Linked DNA regions of Gossypium hirsutum: region 2 is linked to region 1. The links are chromatin contacts, called in public Hi-C maps. All regions are on one chromosome and are shown on one strand. Each heading gives the region's core, a stretch centred on a gene start, on an enhancer-like site or on the middle of the called end of the contact. The rest is flanking DNA. Distances are from core to core; before and after follow the strand shown. Region 1 holds the start of LOC107926526 (golgin candidate 6). Region 2 holds the start of LOC107926498 (succinate dehydrogenase [ubiquinone] iron-sulfur subunit 2, mitochondrial).

The links. A called contact is a pair of places that touch in the nucleus more often than the background predicts.
Region 2: a Hi-C map of seedling shows a contact between it and region 1, with 1.9 times the contacts expected there. The contact joins the promoter of LOC107926498 here to the promoter of LOC107926526 in region 1. A contact is called at or near these places in 2 of 34 Hi-C or Micro-C datasets (hypocotyl and seedling).

The regions. Positions count from the first base shown.
Region 1 is chrD07:58,172,565-58,179,868 of Gossypium_hirsutum_v2.1, reverse strand. It overlaps LOC107926526 (golgin candidate 6), which reads right to left and starts at 1,578. Exons shown (of 8, transcript XM_041098046.1): 1 at 1,447-1,578; 2 at 668-865; 3 at 501-577; 4 at 90-307. LOC107926574 (serine/threonine-protein kinase STY13) reads right to left here and starts at 6,378. Exons shown (of 6, transcript XM_016857464.2): 1 at 5,582-6,378; 2 at 5,356-5,488; 3 at 4,465-4,660; 4 at 3,657-3,781; 5 at 3,413-3,571; 6 at 2,788-3,326. The coding sequence starts at 5,712. The coding sequence ends at 3,006.
Region 2 is chrD07:58,309,021-58,315,994 of Gossypium_hirsutum_v2.1, reverse strand. It overlaps LOC107926498 (succinate dehydrogenase [ubiquinone] iron-sulfur subunit 2, mitochondrial), which reads right to left and starts at 1,949. Exons shown (of 2, transcript XM_016857361.2): 1 at 1,200-1,949. The coding sequence starts at 1,891.

The DNA of each region.
Region 1 (7,304 bases), core at 329-2,828:
CATGAAGAACAGCAAATGACCTGTTAGCTTGTGACATCATGGAGAAAAAACAGAAGCCACATAAAGCTATAAACAATTGAATATCTAACCTTCTGTTGACTGAAACTGTAAGCACTTCCTCTTAGTTTCAAGAGTGATATTAATGGGTCAAAGCCCACAGTCTCCCTTAGTACTACCTAAAACCCACTTAAAATCAGCAGCAGATAAACCCTCACAAAAGAGATTGGTAACGATGAAAATAAAACATGGAGTAAACCCGATTTGATGCATTACTATGAAGAAGATTGTTCACCAGCTTGAGACAGTCCTGTTCAAGAACAATATAAGCATCACATTCTTTCATTTATAGATTGCTCCAACATATCATAGCAAATTAGGATACACAGCATGCGTGAATTAGCTACACAAGCTGCCAAAAAAAATAAAAAAAAGAGTGGTATAACAGCAAACCAGCCAGTATAAATTCACTTAACTCGAAAAAATTAAATGAAATAAATCACCTGCACAACAACACCCCCTTCAGAACCTCCTTCCTCCTTAATAATACCAAAAATCTTTTCAAATGCACCTTCGAAGACTACAATCAAATATATTAAGCAAGGTTCAGGTGCAGCAATCAAATATTGAACGGCTGAATACAGGGAGATTAAACAAACCAAAAGTTCACCTCTGCCTCACGAGTCAAGTAAGGAGCTCTCTGATACAAAGAACTCTAACCAGCAAACTTAGTAGAAGAGCAATGCTCTCTGATTCTTGGGAAAGTAAATCAGTATTCATTAAAGCTGGCTGAACCTCGTTCGTAGGCCCTTTTGCATGATCAATTGGTGTCAAAGCACTAACAAGAGTTTCAAGGGCCCCAACGAACCTGCATGAAGGGAATGAATGGTGATCAATCTTTTTTCCATTTTCAGGAAATTCTGGATCAAAAAGGTTACATTGTGGGATAAAGGTAAACAAGAATATTTGGTTTATGAAGAAAACAAAACTGCAATATTATTTGCCAAGAACAATCACCAGAAACTTCTTTGGTCGTGAATAGGGACTAGGGAGGTAACCCGGAAATAACAAGTTAGAAGCATAAACACAGATCATAGAGCTAGATCATCCCACTCTCAGGCTAATCACTGAACCCTTTAATCCTTCACTAATAAATCTAATACATCTGAGAACTACAAATTCCTCCTTGAAGACCATTTGAATATAGTTTTCCAAAAAAGCCACGAAAATATTCTTGATTGACAGCAAACTGCTGAATCAAAGTTCTCCAGAGGTAGCACAAGCACTAGTGAGAAACAGTATACAAGAAACAACAAGAGGAACAAATAGAATAAACATTGCATCACAAACCATTTCAACATCATCACGTTCATCCTATAAGACACCCATGCGTACGGGAAAGCCTGCAAAAATGGAATTGCTAACCTTACTGAACAAATAGACACATACTGTTCAAAAACTGGAGATGATCCAAGTATAGTGAAAAAAGAGAATGAAATCGGATCTGCGTTTCATGTGGACCTTGATCGTCGTTTTGTCAAGTGATGTTCCGATTATCAAAAAGGGAAGGCTTTGAGCGAAGGAAAAAAATACAAATATAATAGAATAAGACGGTGCCGTATTACTGGTCTTTTGGGCCCACCAAAGTCTTTTCATAAAAGTTGAAATCGAGTAATATTGTTAAACTTTATCGTTTTATATAATTAATGCTTAATATAACATTTGGTATTGTAACTTTGCACTTTTTTTTAATTTGGTACCTAAACATTTTTAGCTCAATTTGGTACCTGAACTTGACACTTTTTTCTAGTTTGGTACCAGATTTATTAAATGTTATACAAACTAAGCAAAACACTAACAATGTTTTTTTTTATTACGCTACAAAAATACTATTAGTGTTAAGGAAATTTATGTAAAAAATAAGTATGGAGCTATTCTTAACAAATTAATATTAAATAAGAAAAAGAGTTTTAAAAACTCAAATTAAAAGAAATTAATTATTTTCAATTAATTAAATAATTAATTAAACAAATAGAATTAAAAGTAATTGAACATGTAAAATACAAAAAAAATCATATCATCTACCACATGTCAGTCATACATTGATTATTTTTACTACCTCATAAAAAAATAACATTGTTAGTATATTAGAGTAATTTGTAAAACGTTTGACAAGTTCAAGTACAAAATCAAACAAAAAAAGATTAGGTACCAAATTAGGAGAAAGATTTAAATTTAGGTACCAAATTGGACCCCAAAAAAGATTTAAGTACCAACTTAATAAAAAGTGTAAAGTTTAGGTATCAAATTAGGGGGAAAATGTCAAATTTAGGTACCAAATTGGACCCATAAAAAATTAAGTACCAAATTAAGAAAACAAAATCAAGTTTAAGTACCAAATGTTATATTAAGCCAATTTAAAAACAATAGTTGGCAAAATTAATTAAAAAAATTATGTGTTTATCGATGATTAGTTTAAATTCTCAATTTTTGTGAAATATAAAAACTATAAATTAAAGTAAAAATAAATATATAATATATTTTAATTGATCAAAATTCTCAATTTGGGTTCTATTATATTAGAAAAAGTAATTGCTTTCTTAATAATTCTTTTTCATTTTTATTAAAAACTTCATTCATTTGTATTATTAAAATCTGACGTAATTAACAGAACAATAAGTGGTCGTATTAATATATAAAGACCAGTTTTTAATAGTAAAAATAGATTAACTGATATTTTCTTTATGAAATAATAATATTTAAAACAAAATGAAAAATGGAAGCAACCCCTACCACCAAAAGTTCTTTGATCCATTAATTTAAAAGTAATGTGCAAATTTAACAATTATGAACTAAATTAATCTGATTAATTTTAACAATTATTTTTTCACTTTTTCTTTCTAATATCTAAGCAATTTATGCTAATTTTACTTTATTTAACTTCCCTAAAATTTTAATTTTGTGATAATAATACCCTTTGAAATACAAAATTGTGTCTTCAAAGGGGATCAATAACACTGGTTAAAGCAGAAGAAGAAACCTTTTCGCCTATCCTCTCCGTCCACGGTTTTCGGGGTTTCCACTACATCATCTCTAGCAGCCATCAACGAGCTTGTTCCCGGGGATTCCGGCGGGAACACAACGTTCTCGGATGTTGTTCTTTTCGGAGGCATCATTACCAGCTCAGGTGGTGAAACCGTCGAGAGATAGTGTAATAGCATTTGTATGATTTGAGTGAAATTGGGTCGAGCATTCGGATCCTCTTGCCAACATGAAGTCACGATCGCTGCTAAATCTTCCGGAAGGTCTTCAGCACTAGGCCGAACATTCTGAAAATAACAAAGTTAAAACTCGAGAAACCATCCCCATCTTAGTTTATCGGTACAAAAACAAGGCTATGTGTTATTCATTTTACCTTAAAAGCGGCTGCATATGCGGCTTGTAAATTCGACATGCCCTCGAATGGTAACTTGTTATGGATGAGTTCCCATAACACGATAGCAAAGCTGTACGCGTCTACTTTATGATTGTAATGCTTTTTCTCTCCCTGCCTTAGCGTGACCGTGCTATAAAGCTGTTCCGTATGTAAAGGTTAAGCATCACAAATGTAAAAGAAAACCCAAAGTTCATACAGAAAGAAACATCAGTTTTAAGTTTACCTCTGGAGCCATCCAACGATACGTCCCGGTTTCAGCAGTCATCATTTCGGTTAATGACTCTTCCCTGGCTAAACCGAAATCCGCGAGTTTAACTGTTTTATGGTCTTCGGTCAATATCAGGTTCTCTACAATAGGACAGAATTTATTGGGATCACGCAAGCGTATTAAAGTCGACAACACAATATCTCATGGACTCAGCTTGTCCTCCTAAATTACAGTATTCGTATTTTTTGGCCAGTTTAAAAAGGGAAATTTTCATTAGGTAAGGATGAAAAATCATTATAAAATCGATTCTTCTCTGTTAGTCAAGAGTTTCCACGAGATATGCTATACGGTATGAAACTAATGATCCATCAAGTAGCAAATACATAGAAGCAACCAAATTTTTGGTAAAAGAACCATAGGAGGCCTTTGTACCAGGAGTCATATTGCATTTTGTCACTTCTACCTAAAAATGGGCAAATTGTTCCCAGCACGTTAGATCAAAAAGTAATTTGGTCCTTTCTATTACAAATTTCATTTATTTGAACTGTTAAAAACTGACGTAGCTGATGGAATAACCAGATAGTGACATGCGGCATGCCATGTGTACCTCAGCATGAGGTACAGGGGGCAGTTTTTAACAGTAAGAATGGATGAAATATTACCAGAAGGACCAGTTTGCTATTTAATCTAAAGTACAAGGACTATTTTTCCCTTTTTTGAGAAAAGGGGACAAAATGCAATCCATTTCCTAGTACACTAATATTTCAAAGCAAGCAACTAGTGCAGACATATAAGCACTGTTAGAAAAAAGTTATAGTCATACCAGGTTTCAGGTCCCGGTGAATGATCCCATGGGAATGTAAGCATTCCATTGCACGAGCAATATCGAGCGCAAATCCGATCGCCACACACATGTCCAAGCATTTAGGCCGCATATTCAGAAGGTATTTACGCAATGTCCCACCTAGTAGAAGCTCAGTTACAATCACCATAACAGGCTCCTTACAAGCTCCAATAAACTGGAAAAATAAACAAAAACTCCACTAAGATACAAGCCTATTTCCGCTTAACAAAACCTCAAACTTTCAGATTCGCAGATATTCATCGACAATAAACCGAAACAACATATATAATGATCCAACAAACCTTCACACCATATGCTAAGACAGAAGCCTATTGCAGCTTAACATGTCCTAAAACTTATCGATTTGGCAGATATTCATAGACAATATCAACCTATTTCGGCTTAAGTATGACATAAAACTATGTGGATTTGCGGATATCAGTCGACAATGTATTGATTATAAACGGAAACCAACACATATAATGATCCAACAAACCGGCACACCAAATGCTAAGACAGACGCCTATTTCCACTTAATATGACCTAAAACTTTCCGATTTTGCAGATATTCATAGACAATATCAACCTATTTCGGCTTAAGTATGACATAAAACTATGTGGATTCCAGGATATCAATCGACGGAAACCAACAAATATAATGATCCAACAAACCTGCACACAATATGCTAAGACAGACGCCTATTGCCGCTTAATATGACCTAAAACTTTCCGATTTCGCAGATATTCATAGATAATATCAACCTATTTCGGCTTAAGTATGACATAAAACATTGCGGATTTGCGGATATCGATCGATAAGGTATTAACTATAAACCTAACAAACATAAAATTCAGCCACAGGATTTGAACCTTGACAAGATTTTTGTGTTGAACTTTGGATAACATTGCAACTTCCCTTGCAAACCTTCCTTCTCTTCTTGCAATTTCTTCAGGGGTTTCCCCTCTTCTAACAACCTTAATAGCAACATTTTGATTCTTGTATCTAGAAAAACAACAAAACATAAGTTAACTGTAATGTAATAACAAGTATTAAATGATCAAAAGCTGGAATCAAAGAGAAAAAAATTTTACTTACTTTCCTTCATATACTTTAGCATGAGCACCTTCACCAATTTTAGGACCAACAAGAAGCTGTTGAGGATCAATTAACCATTTAGAATCTAAATTGAACTCTTGAGTTGAATAAAACCCATTTCCAGATCCCATTGTTAAAATAACAATAATAATAACTAAAGAACTACCATTTATTGATCAAATAAAAAGAATCCCTTTTTCAAAAATCCCACATTTTATTTTATTTAAAAAAAAAACTTTTTCATAGCTTTCGCCTACATTAAAGTACTAATACTCAAAGATTCATCCCAAAAATCATGGATTTCAGATCCAAAAAGACCCATCAAGAACTACCCATTACAAAAGTCAAAAACTCCCAACAAAACAAAATTTCATATATAAAAATACAGAGAAATACAAGAAATTTTTTTTAAAAAAAAGACCCTTTAAACAAGAATCAAACACTGAGATAAACAAAGAGAAATTAAAATAAAAAGATGTATTTTTTTTAGGGTGGAAAAAGTGAGCTGTTTTAAGTAAAAAAAATAGTTGAATTATATAAAGAAGAAGGAAAAGAAGAGTTTAATGAAGGACTCTGGGAAAAGAGTGGATCGAGAAATGGGCGATGGGATGTGGTTACTGGTTAATTGAAGACGAAGAGAGAGAGAGAGATTATTTAAGATTGTGTGAGGAAGATTGGTTTTTTGGCTTTTTATTTTCAACGCGGGTATATTCATGTACTGTAATGGAAATGACATGAAAATGAAACTACCTACTACACTATTATGTCCTCTTTTTTTCTTTGCTCAATCTTTGTCTGAAAAATCATTGTTTATTTTTTTATTAAATACATTAAAAATTTTATTTCAATTTAACTACAGCAATTATTATAGGTATTATTAATATTGAAGGACGTTGGTTATTATAATTAATCATCAGTCTTTTATTATCTTCCTATCAATATGTATTTTATTACAGTACTTAATGTTAACACCATTAGTGAATTACTAAATTAATTAATGAAAATTGAAGATGTAAAATTTTTTTCAAAACATTAAATCAACATAACATTATGTGAAAAAAAAATATAAAACAAAAAAATTAAATTAAATAAATAAATAACTAAAATATATGATTAATAAAAATAAAGTAAATAATATTATACTCACATAAGTAAAACCGTTAACATCATCATAAAGTAGATATGATTAATGAAGTAATTATATTGTCCATTTGAGCAAATGGTCATCTTTTTAAAGTGTTTATTTCTTTTCATTAATCATATATTTAGTTGTTTATTTTTTAATTTAATATTTTTATTTTATTTAATTTTTCACTTAATATCATACTATCCAAGTGAACTTCATGATTTGGGAAAATAAATTTACCTGTTGAAATTTTATTGATCGGTTTTGTCAATCTCTAATGATATTAACACCATGTACCATAATAAAACACATATTGAACATTTTTAAAAGACAAATACCACATTGCACATTTTATGAAAGTACAGGTATTAAATGTAGCATTTTTCCTTTTTAGTCTTGATTATACTTTTACCACACAAGAATAAAAGGGTTAATATAATTTTTAGTCGTTAAATTTGGTAACTACGTCTATTTTTGTACATACATTTTTTTATTCATTTTGATATTTGAATTTAACAATTAAATCCGTTTTAATATTTTTTTATTTTAATATCTGAACTTGACAATTATATTCAATTTTATTGCTGAACTTAAAAA
Region 2 (6,974 bases), core at 700-3,199, 140 kb before region 1:
AAACCTAGGTGATTGTAATCAATATCCATCAAGACCTAAAACCAAACTTGATTATAGAATTTATAAAAGCTACAAGAATTTATTGAATAAACAAGATAACCAAGCATCAATAATTGAACCTTTCCAATACTAAAGGTTTAACCATTAGCTTTTGCATATCTACAACAAAAATTCAGGAAACATTTTACTCTTTTAAGAATATTGGATTTTATGGACATATGTAAAGCTTCTCTGTTATCCGAACCCTTCATTCTCTCTTTAGTATCCAAAAATACCCTCTCGAGTACAGTAGCATAGACAGTATAAGTACTATAGAAGACCTTGTATGAGAAGTCGGGATTGCATTTTGGCCCCTATACTAAAAAAGAGAGCAAATTAGTCTCTGAGCAAACTGGTCCTTCTATTGTTAGAAATTCCATCCATTTCTAATATTAAAAATTGGTCTTTATACTTCAGCAACACAGCACATGTCATTCTCCGGTCATTTCATCAACCACGCCAGTTTTTAACAATATAAATAGATGAAATTTTTAACACCAATGACCAATTGGCTCTCTGATCTAATGCATAGGAACTAATTTGCTTATGTTTTTAGTCTGGGAAGCAAAATGCAATCTAACAACTAAAATAGGGACCTCCATGGTACTCTAACCTAAAAAGACAGCATACTAAGCGAGTATTGAGTACAACACTAATCTCAACCTAGTAGTGGACTTAGCAAAAACTTCAAACAGAAGTGACAAGATGAATAAACAAAAAACACTTGCAATGCTGATCTAACAAATCAAAACTACATTTATGGCCTAAGATTTGCTCTATACAAAACTGACAATGAACAAAATCAGAACTTCCCAATAAAGTACTAAAATTTAACTCTCAAAATTCAAATAATTAATATAAAGCTAAACTTCAAAGAATCAATCATAAAACCCTAATTTCAAAATGATTAATTAGAATAGGAATTGAAATAATCACCGTCAAAAGCTTTTACATTTCCCCTTCTTTTTCAGTTATCAACCAAATAAATCCCAAAACCGCCATTAACATAACTTCCCTTTCTGTTAATGACTGAAGATAAAGCTAGCTTTTTTAGTTTTTTTCCTAACAACCAATCAAATAAATACCAAAACCCAAACACAAGAACCATCGTTGATATAAAATTAACAAAGGAAACCCAAAAAATTCATTATTTTGATTACCTGTTAGCGTGAAGCAAAGCAGCAGGACCCAAATAAGATTCAGGATTCCACCAATAACTAGGACAGCTGGTACTGCAACAAGCACACAAGATACACTCATACATCCCATCTAACTTGGCTCTGTCCTTTTTAGATTGCGGAATCTCTTTCCCCGCCGTCGGTGGCGGATTCTTCCTCTTCAACCAAGGCTCAATGCTCTTATATTGATTATAAAAATTAGTCATATCAACCACCAAATCTTTTATCACAAACATATGCGGCAACGGCGTGATCGTCGTTTCCGACGGTCCAGATTCGATCTTGGTAAGACATGCTAACCCGTTACAACCGTTGATGTTCATTGCACAAGAGCCACAAATCCCTTCACGGCAGGAACGACGGAAGGTGAGCGATGGATCCATCTCGTTCTTGATCTTGATCAAGGCATCAAGCACCATGGGTCCGCATTCTTTTAAGTCGATTTTGAAGTCTTGAAGTTGGGGTTTCGTAGGATTATCTGGGTTCCATCGATAGATTTGGAAGGTTTTCATGCTGGTGCCGCCGCTGCCGGAGGAGGCTTTCGGTTCCACCTTTTGAGCTTCCGTTTCGGTGGCGTAAGGACGGTCCAACACCAGCCGCGACGCTGGAGCCACTGTCGATGACCGCAAACGTGACGTCATGTTCATCGCTCCACGGATCAAATTGGTCGCCATTGTTTCGGGAAAAGGAAAAGTGCAGTGGCAGGCAGTTGAATAATGAATAAATAAATTATGGGAAAAGTGCCGTGGATTGGATAGACTTTTTAAAGTCGGTTTGGTGACGTGGATGAATGTGGGCCGTAGGTTAGGGGTTCACGTGGATTTGTCGTGGAGCATACATTTCTTTCTATTATTTTCTAGGGCGTGTGCTTAGCATGGCGGCAAATCATATTTATACACGCGGCCGATTATTATTGGATAATAATGTTTTTGGAAACTATGAGATATTTGGGCTTAAGATTTTGGGTTTTTTTGGGTAAAACAAAGGGAAAAAAAGATATTACATTTGATGATGATGAGAGTTTGGGCTGAAGTTTTGGGCCCAAAGATTGTAATAAACTTAATGGACTATTTGAGGCTTGAATTTAACAATTGTTCTTGTATTAAGATTTAAATTACTTTTTGATCCAAGTTAGTATTTGAATTTGCCAATTGTTTTTATATTGGGTCTAAATTTTTTTTGCCTAAGTTAATTATTGAACTAGACAATTGTTTCTGCATAGATCCGAGTTTGGATAAAAACAGTTTAATCCCCAATGTAGGAACAATTATCTAGTTCAAGGGAAAACTTGAAAAAAAAGGGGTTCTATGAAAATATTTACTAAGTTCAAGATCCAAATAATGCATTAATCCTAAACATAAAAACACTCCAAAATTTTGGTTTTTGGGTTTGGATGATTTTGAATTCGACTTCTTCAAAATTCTGGGTTTGGATAGTGAAATTGGTTCTAGTGAGATTAAAGACAACTATATCAATGAGATCAATTATTGTAGCGGTGAGATTAGTGATCGTAGCAATAAGATTAAAATCAATGGTGAGATTTATTTTTGGATAAAAAATAATGATGCCAATAAAATAAATTATAATGAGCAAACAAAATGTTTTTTGGACATTAAATTAAATTTATGTAAAATTGTCTTACTATATGCAATTCATTACAATTAATAATATTTATAAGTATGTTTATTTATATGTTCAAGTAATGTAAATAAAAATATTAAATATTGTTAAGAGGGGTCAACTCCTTTGGAGAAGTCTTCGAATTCGAAGTGTCGTTTGTCGAAATCTTTTTTGAAATCGACTTTTATTTTTAAAAAGAGCTAAATGGAGTCACCACCAATCCCTTTTATTTAGGTGTCATCGGATCACCTCAAAGTTTTAATACATTACTAAAATTTTTAAATTATTTTTGGTATACAAAAATCTGAAAAAAACGGTTCGGGAGTCAGTTACGTATGAGGAAGAATTAGCACCCTCATAACGCCCAAAGTTGGTACCAAAATGATTACTTGGTGTCTTAGTGTTGAAAATTCAAAAATTTAAATAGGATCCCTCTTTGCATGATTTTTTAATTAAATCACTTAGTTAAGCCAAAACTTATATAAGAAACCTTTTTATTTCGAGATAACCAAAATGAAAAGGTCGTGTCCCGTAAGTTAGGACACGACATCCCGAATTCTCGAAAATAAAATTGCTCCTTATTTAATTATTGTTTAAATATCATGTGTTTTTAGTTTTAAAAGGATGTTCAGTTATTTAGGTTCAAAGAGAAAATCAAACCCCGTAAGTTAGGGTATGATTTCTCGAATTTCTAAATAAGAATGTTGCATTAGTTTTGAAATTCCCCTTTTTATGCATCGAATAAAAATTAATGTAACACTTAAAATGATGAATATTTAGTTTATTCGGGCATAGTATGAAACGGGCAAATATATTTAAACACAATGTATGATATAGTGATAATGAAATAATATAAAATGGCTATATGGGTAGAATATTAGAATGATAAATAATAGATAAATAAGGGAATATTATAATAACAATAATGTAATAATATTATTATTATTAATCATATCATAATAATAAAATAGATAAGGTAACTTAAAATAAAATAAAAATGGAACATGTATGATTAAAAAGATAAATAGACATGACATGAAAGTGCCAAAAATAATAAAAGAAATAATAAAATAACAAGAACAAAAAAGGAAAATAATAATAAATTGAAAAAAAGCACAAATAAAAGAATGTATACAATCTAATTTTTAAGTATATATATAAAAAATAAGTAAGTAAGTAAATAAATAAATAATAATAGAAACAGTTTGCAAAAAGGTTGAAGTTAAATAAGCAAAGGATTAAATTGAAATTTAAATGAAATTAGGGGTATACATTGTAAATAATAAAAAATAAACTCATAAAATGGAATAAAGGACCAAATGAAATGCGCGAAAAGAAATAGGGACTAAATGAGAAATTATCCCAAAACTCCAGGACACGCGTCATTCCCCAAGGGGTCAGCATACGAAGGACTAAATCAAAACAAATTAAAATTAAATCGTGTAACACCCCTAACCTGTATCCGTCACCGGAACAAGGCTATGGAGCATTACCGGAATAAACAAATCAAATACAGAAATTTCATATTATTTAACATTCATATAAGATATTATTCATAAAGTCCCTTATATGAGCCATCGGAGCCCAAAACATACATTAGAAACAAGTCGAGACTAAACCGGGTACTCAGAGAATTTTTCGCGAAATTTTAAAATTTTTCCTAGGTGAAGGGTGCACACGCTCGTCTGGTCAGGCCGTGTGGCTCACATGGCCAATAGACACGCCCGTGTTACAAGCCGTGAAGGCATTTGAAATAGGGCACACAGCCGTGTCCCAGCCCGTGTTAGTACCCGTGTAACTCTCTGACTTGGGTCACACGGCCAAGTCACACACCCGTGTGCCAGGCCGTGTGAGAAATTCTAAGCATTCTGTTTTGAAATTTTTAAAAAACAGGGGACACACGGCCAAGACACACGTCCATGTGCTAGGCCGTGTGTCACACACGGCTGAGACACACGCCCGTGTCTCTACCAGTGTGGACGAACTAAGACTATTTCTAAGCCATATTTCTCACCGATTTGGTCTTCCACCTACATTAACATTTTTAACACATTCAATAACCAATCCAAGACATTTAAACTAAACCACAACCAAGTCATATACCTCATTTCTCAACATTCAAATTTACCATATTAATCAAAACATTTATTTGCTTACTTATACCAACTATACTATCTCATCTCATACATCAATATGCCTATAACTTATCCATCACTCAACCACATCAAACACAACAAACATGAAGAAGCCACACAAAATATATACATAACAAAAGTATGTCCAACTCAAGCCATTCCAATGGCTATTTATAACCAAAACACATATTTGTCATCAAAAACCCATTTGCACCTATACATGCCATTATACCAAAATATAATTCTTTATATATATATATACCGAAATAAGCCGAAGGATAGTGTGATGTTGCTCCGACCAGCTTCCAACCACTTCGAGCTTCCGAATTACTATAAAACAAGAAAAATAATACAGGGTAGGCATATTATGCTTAGTAAGTTTGTATAACGGGAAATTAACTTACCATTCATTTATATTTAAAGTAAGCATGCAAAATTCATCCAAAGAAATTTGGCAGTTTGCCTAAACACATATAATCTCAAGAAACATGTTAGTTATGTAATTCATGTGAATATCAAGAAAAAATGAGCTCATCATGTAACAAAGTTTCATGTACATATGTTTTCCACATCATATATTCATATAACATATACATTTCCATAATATTTTATTTCAAATTTTGATTATCCCATGTCAGAAACTTTACCCGTTGAATTTTTTAGAAATATCAATGGATACACAGGTAGTACACTTGAATTATACAAACTGTAATTCGTCAATTCATATTCGGAATTTCTCATACGAGCACATAAATGAGAAGCTCTCTCTCAAGCCATATAACGGGAAGCTCATGTGAGCCATGTAACGGGAAGCTTATCCGGGCTGTATAACGGGAAGCTCATAAAAGCCATAATCAGAAAGTTCACGTGAGCCAATAATCAGAAAGCTCCGAATAGCCATATATCAGGAAGTTTAAGCGAGCCAATATCTGGAAGCTCCAGATAGCCATATATCGGGAAGTTCACAAAGAGCCTTTAATTGGGAAGCTCACTAAGAGCCATATATCGGGACGCTCATAAGAGCTGTGGTGTGTCTGCAATACATACAGAATCACAACCAATCGGGATGCTCCGAAAAGCTATTAACGGGAAGCTCGCAAGAATCATATAATGGAAAGCTCGAGAGGGCTAATAACGTGATGCTCATGAGAGATAATAACGGGATGCTCTTTCGAGCTGTGGTGTGTTCGCAACATATGCAGGACCACAACCAATTCGGGAACCTTGTATCCATCGAATCTCATTTATCCAAACAGGTCTTATTATTTATCAGCTATTATCAGATATGTGATCAATTTTATACATATGACATTTATACAATTCACATATACAACATTAATTTCAAACATATAAATATACACAACTTAGTTACACGAACTTACCTTGACAAGTGTTTGTTGATTTGTTGTCCACTAGTCCGACACTTTCTCTGTTCCTCGATCTAATTCCGTATTTTGTCTATCTGGATCTAATTGAGCAAATAAGCTTGCTAGAACTCAATACCCATAACTAGGGTTTCCATGGATTTTCATTTGGGAAAGATGATAATATGATGATATTTTCATTATTTTATCATTTATCATCTTTTATTATTTCACTTTTTAATTTAGCCATTTTCTTTAATTAATTTCCCATTGATGAATCATCATACTTATCTACTAACTCCTCTTAATGGACTATTTTCCATATAAGGACCTCAAATTTTGAATTCCATAGCTATTTGATACCTATAGCTACTAGAACTCAACTTTTGCATTTTATGCAATTTGGTCCTTTATCAAATTAGACATGTAATCGGTAAAATTTTCTTAACAAAATTTTTATACGACATTCCTATCATAATGCAGACCATGTAATAATATTAAAATAATTTTTCTTATAGACTCAGATTTGTGGTCCCAAAACTATTGTTCCGATTTCACTGAAAATGGGCTGTTACAAATGGTGCAATCTAAAAATTAAAAAAAGTGAAATTAAGACCATATAAAAAGGAGTTTGAAAG